Linked DNA regions of Sus scrofa: region 1 is linked to region 2. A link is a contact called in public promoter capture Hi-C data. All regions are on one chromosome and are shown on one strand. The core of a region is the stretch at or near the end of the contact, and the rest is flanking DNA. Distances in the headings are between cores, read along the strand shown. Region 1 overlaps KIAA1549L (UPF0606 protein KIAA1549L homolog). Region 2 holds the start of CD59 (CD59 molecule (CD59 blood group)).

Evidence for each region. Promoter capture Hi-C pulls out the DNA fragments that hold promoters and counts their contacts.
Region 1: a contact with region 2 is called in a promoter capture Hi-C map of fetal liver, with 2.1 times the contacts expected there. The contact joins the enhancer-like site here to the promoter of CD59 in region 2. A contact is called at or near these places in 2 of 5 promoter capture datasets (fetal liver and liver), 12 of 47 Hi-C or Micro-C datasets (alveolar macrophages, blood, embryonic fibroblasts and 8 more) and 1 of 2 datasets of contacts at active chromatin or transcription factors (skeletal muscle).

Annotation. Positions count from the first base shown.
Region 1 is chr2:27,247,530-27,250,560 of Sscrofa11.1, forward strand. KIAA1549L (UPF0606 protein KIAA1549L homolog) reads right to left here. Exons shown (of 20, transcript XM_021083199.1): 17 at 2,944-3,031; 18 at 924-1,072. Among named protein-coding and RNA genes, the nearest start is that of C2H11orf91, 37 kb to the left of the region's middle. Within about 2 kb of position 1,317, at least 25 of the 83 cell types and tissues checked have an H3K27ac peak or open chromatin away from gene starts, as enhancers often do. A contact at or near this core is called in epiblast stem cells, fetal liver, omental adipose tissue and 1 more, where this site is marked.
Region 2 is chr2:27,185,011-27,188,058 of Sscrofa11.1, forward strand. It overlaps CD59 (CD59 molecule (CD59 blood group)), which reads left to right and starts at 1,635. Exons shown (of 4, transcript NM_214170.1): 1 at 1,635-1,703.

The DNA.
Region 1 (3,031 bases), core at 67-2,566, 62 kb after region 2:
TTAGGGCAGGCTCAAACCTCCATGTTCGTTTCAACATTGTTGTAATAACCAGAAACTGGAAACAATCAATATGTCCCTCACTAGGGGACAAGATAAACTTGTGGCATACCATATAATGGACTACCACATGGCAATGTAAACAAATGAACTAGGTCAGCATGTGTGCAGCAACCTGGAGAACTCTTGAAATCAATGTTAAGAAAACAAAGTACAAAGGGAAAGGTATAGCTTGTCATCACTTACATTTAAAATGTACACAGCACTAACATATACTACTGTATGTACTGTATATGTACTGAAAGTTTACCATCCATGACTTGAGGACTGGAATTGCTTCTAGGGAGTAGGGCTCATGAGAAGAGAGTGGCTCGTACTGGCCAGAATGCTTAAAGAGATAGACAATCTTTTTTTTTTTTTTTTTTTTTTTTTTTTCTTTTTACTGCCACACGTAGGGCATGTTTGGAAGTTCTCGGAGCTAGGGGTCGAATCTGAACTGCAGTTGCCGCGCCAGATCGGAGCCCCATCTGTGACCTTCTATCAACGTGGGATTCTTAACCCACTGAGGGAGGCTAAGGTTTGACTGGCGTCCTCATGGATATTACGCCGCTGAGCCGCAACGAGAACTCCATAATCATTTTTCAAAAGGCCTGAAGTCTGGTAAAATGTTGACATCCACCCTATCACCTATCTTAATATTTTGTCAGATTTCAGAACTTTTTAAGAAATAAAAGCAGTAGGTCTTCTAGCCAGGATGACCAAAGTCAAGAGGTGATCGGATCCAGAAAGCACAGTCGCTTTGATGCCTGAGGGTGGCAGGAAGAAGGTGGGGAGTGTGGTTTTAAGGGGCCGGGGAGGGTACAGAACACAGCCCGGGGGCGGGGGCAGGGCGCGGGCTTTTTCCAGGCTTTTTCTCTCTGGCCCACCTGAGTAATTTAAAGCCGACTGATCCAACTGCGCCACGGACACGGGGCCTCGGGACACCTGCGCGAAGGAGGCACTGTCGTGCAGCTGGGCGGGCTCAGGCCCCGCGGACTCGGCCATCCTGGTCTTGCTGCCGACGTCCGAGGTGGACCTGGGCGAGAAGAGGAGCTGCCTTAGCCGCCTTCCGGTCCGCGGCCCGCGGGAGAGGCGGGGTTCCCGGGGCAGGTCCCTGCTGGGGTGGGGGTGGGGTGGGGGTGGAGGGGGGTGGGGGGGTGGAGCGGGGCTGCCTCGGCCTCCAAGCACCACGATGGCGACGGCGGGGTCCAAAGGCCTGGATTTGTGTTCATACACACGCGCGCGAGCACACACCCACACCATAACAAAGGGGGCCAACACGCCCAGACCTGGAGCAGCCAGGCTGGAGTTTTTAGATAGTCAAGGTCAGTGTTCCCCTGAGGGTGACTCTCATGTCACCGGGTAGCACAACACTTAATGTCCACATTAAAACGAGCTTAGCAATTAGTGTTGGGTCTCGGTTGGGGATGGTCGACCGGGCAGGTGATGACATCATCGGAAGCCAATGGGAGTGCGCCGTCGCTCCCCCTCCTGACACCCTCCAGAGACCCTGCAGGGCTGTGGGCTGCAGGAACCGCGTTCCCTGTTGCTACTGGCAGGAAGCCCAAAGCCCAAGCAAGGCTCCGGGAAGCTGGCTGCTCTAAGGAGCAGGAGTCTGGCACTTTCTGAGCGTTATGAGTGGGAGAACACTTTTTTTTTTTTTTTTTTTTTTTTTTTTTTTAAAGTTCCAGAGGCGAGCAGAGAATCCGGCCCATTTAACATCTATTTCCACTTTGTGCTCAGAAGGCCAGTAAGATAAGGGGGCGGGGCCGGGCGGGTGGGGTACGGGCCTCGTCCCCTAGGGTAGAGGGTGCTTTACCCAGTCTCTGGCTTTACCCAGTCTCTGGCTTCACTTTGGCAGAGGCACTGCGGGCTCTCCTAAAATTAATAGGGAGGGAGGCAAAGGCAGCCACAGCAGGTGGCATCTTCTGAGCAGAGGAGCAGCTGTCACTGTAAGAGCTGAACAGAGGCTTTGAGATCATTTAGGCCATTGCCTTTATCTTACAGATAAGGAAACGGACCAGACAGGCCAGGCGACTTGCCTGGAGTTACAGAGCAGTTTACTGGCAAGTTAGGATGGAACCTGGTCTGTTGCTTCCCAGCCTGTCCTGAGATCGACTGGGGTCAAGGGGTGGTGTCTACACAGCGTGGTATCTCAAACCCACTGGAAACGAGGGCAGGGCCATTTCTGAGTAAAACTCATTCACCATGTCACAAAGTCCAGACCTGTGGTTTGCAGATAGTGTGTGACCAGGAGAGGCAGGGCAGTGGCCTGTACATAGCCCAAGGTACGGCTGTCTCTCCAGGCCCCAGACAGGACGACTGCAACCTCTCTCAATGCTCTTGGCTATTGTTCCTTGTCTATCTTTATTTAAAACATGTGCTTTTTATAGTATTACAGAGCAAAGAGAATGCTGACTGTATGCTTCATGAGTTCATGTGCTTTCAGCCTCCCCATCTTGGAAGTGGAGAGTTAGTGCGGCAGCTCAGACACGCTGCTCCCTGGCCTCTCAGCCACCACCCCTCAATAACAAAGCGCCCTCTGGGTGCACACACCTGACAGGAGGCACCCAGACTCGAGGCAGCTATTGTGGCAGCCTGAGTTGGAGTAATGCTTAGATGTTCACTGTCAGGATATGAGACTGTCAGGGATGGGGCAATTGATCTTGTTTTTTGCTTTTTCAATTGTGGGTTCTATAGAACTATTTCCAATGGTAAGAAAGTAGGTCAACCCTCTGTGGCCCCCCACTTCCTTCGTGGTACTCGGAGTACTCCAGGCACATGGTTGTCTGGACAGGTGATGCACCCTGAATGGGGCGGGGCATGAAGGAAATCGGTCAGGGTGAGGCACCCAGGACTAGACCCTTTGCCAATATTCCAAACAAGGCAAAGAAATGAATGTGTTACCTCCTAAGAGAAGCGACGGCCACAGGGCCAGTCCTCGGAGGTACAGGCGGAGGGGGCGAGCCCATGACCATCTCAGGAAGCTGGGAGA
Region 2 (3,048 bases), core at 385-2,884:
GGGAGTGGTCAGGACTGGAGAATAAAAATTTGCAAATCATCTGCAAACACACACACACACCCTCCCTTGCTATCTGCAGGGGATTGGTTCCAGCACCTCCACGGATACCAAAATTAGGAGATGCTCAAGTTCCTTATATAAAAGGTAACAAAATTGGATAATACAGCCAGCCCTTGATAACCACAGATTCTGCAATTGGATGAGTCCACCGATACCGAACCTGTAAATATGGGAGCCAATTGTGTTCCCCAGGCAAAACGAAACAGGTGCACTGTAGTCTCTCAGGGAACACAAATAGCAATCATTCTTGGTGCAAGCCTGGCGAGACCACGTTATGAGCAAGTGGGTAATGAAAAAGAATCTCAAGATGAAAGGTCAAGGAACTGGATGCAAAACTAGGGGAGAGCGGCATCTCAGAATCCAAGAGTTTCAAGGAGGGAAGAGCTTTTAGGATGCATAGAAAATGCATGCGGAAGAGCTTTGTAAACAAGCTCTTGTATATACATGTATTAGCTGATTTAAGCAGACACACATTAAATATCAAAGCAGGTCCTTCTGATCTGAGACTCCTGTTTGTATAGAGAAAAACCAAGATTAAGACAGCACCAAATAAAGTTCCTTCCTTGACATCCCAAAGCCATCAGAGGATCATGGTAGAAGGCACATGGCATTTTCAGTTATGGGGTTTCCCTGCTTGAACCTTATCTCAAGAATTCCTCCCCTCCTCACTCTGCATAAGCAGCCCTGAGATCCATACTTTCTTACTCTGATCCTCAGAGAATCTCCTGGTCCTCACAGAGATCAGTCTCTTGGAGTAAGATTTGTAGGTGTGGGCTGTTTTCCCCCACTCTCTCTTCCAGGGCACTCCTCAAGCCGGTAATAAAGAGGGTGGTGACAAAGTGATACATGGAAACTTCAGATTACATGGTCACATAAAGACAATTCTAAATGGTGGCTCTGGTTCCAAACTGATGAATATAAGCTTTGAAAACCACAACAGAGTTTTATCTTGGTTCCAAAAAAGTACGGACGTGCCTGTGGCTGAAAAGTACGGGAGCCTATGAGCAGAAAGGAGACTTAGGCTGTAGCCAGGCTTTATAACACTACAGCCAGGCCAAGTGGGAGCTTGGCATGGGGCACACATATGGGTTTTATTTTTTATTTTTTTTATTTTTTTGGCCATGCCCAGGGCATGTGGAAGTTTCCAGGTCAGAATGGAACACACACCTCTGCAGTGACTCTACCTGCTGCAGTAACAACACAAGCTCCTTATTCTGCGGCGCCGCAAGAACACTCCCACAGAAACGTTTTGAAAAACATTGTCATATGAATTTTCCTCCTTTGTTTAAAAAAAATTCTAAGTCCTGGATTTTCCTAGTGTTTTTGTTTTCAATAACAAATCGGAGGAGGAACATCGAACTTCCCGTTTTCAGGGTTTTAACATAACGATCTAGTCCTGGCCACAAGTCTTATTTTGAACCGGAGCGGGGAGCCGAGTCACTGAGCCTGCGTTGGCTGGGCGGCCGGCTGGGTCCGGTGACCTTGGGCGGGCGCCTGCGGCGCGTGCGGCGGGGCCGGAGCCTGGGCAGGTGGGGCGGGCGGGAGGAGGCGGAGCCCGCCGGAGCCCCGGCGATAAAGACGCGCAGGCCGGGCCGCTCTCCCGACGGGGAGTAGCGCTGCAGCCGGACGCAGGGTGCAGTTAGGTAAGGCCGAGCGGCGCGCCCAGGCCGGCGCGGGGGGGACTGGGGCCGGGGCGAGCGCCCTCGGAGACCCGGGCCTGGGTGGGGAGGTTTCGGAGGGTCCGAGCGGGCGGTGCCCCCCACCTCCGCCGGCCTCCGCGCCCGGGGCGGCCGAGCTCCCGAGCCCTGCCGTTCGCCCGCGGCCCGCATCTTCCCCGCGCCGCAGACCCCTCGCGGGCTTTAAGCTCCGCGGCGTCCCTCGAGGACCACGAACGAGAAGGGGGCAGCGGGCTTTCGCTTTCCCAAACACCTCCGCGCCGCTGGCTGAGGAAAGCCAAGATTCCCTGGTCGGTAACCCGTTCCCGGGCAGGGCAGTATTTATTTCCAACTTTGAATCTGGAGGGGAGCGCTTGCAATTGAGGGAAAAGAAATCTCGCCTTGAAAGGAGGTTAAGGCCGCCCCTGGATGGTCATGGACTTTATTCTCTTCCCTGGACATCCCGATTTTGAATTTTCAAAAGCAGGGCGAGGTCGTAACTTAAAATGGTGAAGTCCAATTTTGGCTTTCTGGGGCCCGCTTGGGCCACACCCTTCGCAGAGTCTGAGGTTGACGTTCAGTAATTTTCTCCATGGATCCTGGAAATGTTCCATTTCTCTGACGCACATAGCTTCTCCCCCTCAGCCCAGAACCCACACAGACAAGAGTTGAGGTTTGCGACCAACCCTGGCAGTAGCTGTACGAATTCTGAAGCTCAGGGCTCCTCTGTGCCCTGGGAGCCCTTGTCTGTGGAATGGTGATCTGGCCTGGTTGCTGTCTTGGTGAAGGTTCTGGCCCAGCAGGCTCCCTCCGGTTTTCCTTTTGACCAGCGCTTTCCTTCCTTCCCGTGATGACCTCCTGTCCACTTTTGTTGGGACCAGCTGATATCTTGAAAAATCCTGTTCCTGGTGGATTTTTAAAAGTCATCAGGGGGCCCCAGCTGAGACCTGGCTGCCCGCCACTCTCCATTGCAGTAATTCTGTTTCATTCTAATTGTGATTTGAACACATCAGCCCATGCATTTTACACACCTGAGACATAGTGCACCCTCTATCAAGGTAGCTTGTGATAGATGTTTCTTGAAAAGGAGGAAGAGATCTCAGAAACAGGGCCGATAATCCAAAGATTACTTTGTGGATGGTTCTGAGACCCCACAGGAGAGAGAAATGGCTCTTTCCTACCACTTTGATCTGCTTATCCAGCTTCGTTTGTTGGTGATGATGGCTCTGGAATCCACCTGAAATCAATACAGTTTGAAGCATGGGGTGCTTGCAGACCAGTGAGGCAGTTCATGTGTCATGGGATAGTGGTCAAGGGCCTGGGCTTGGCCTCA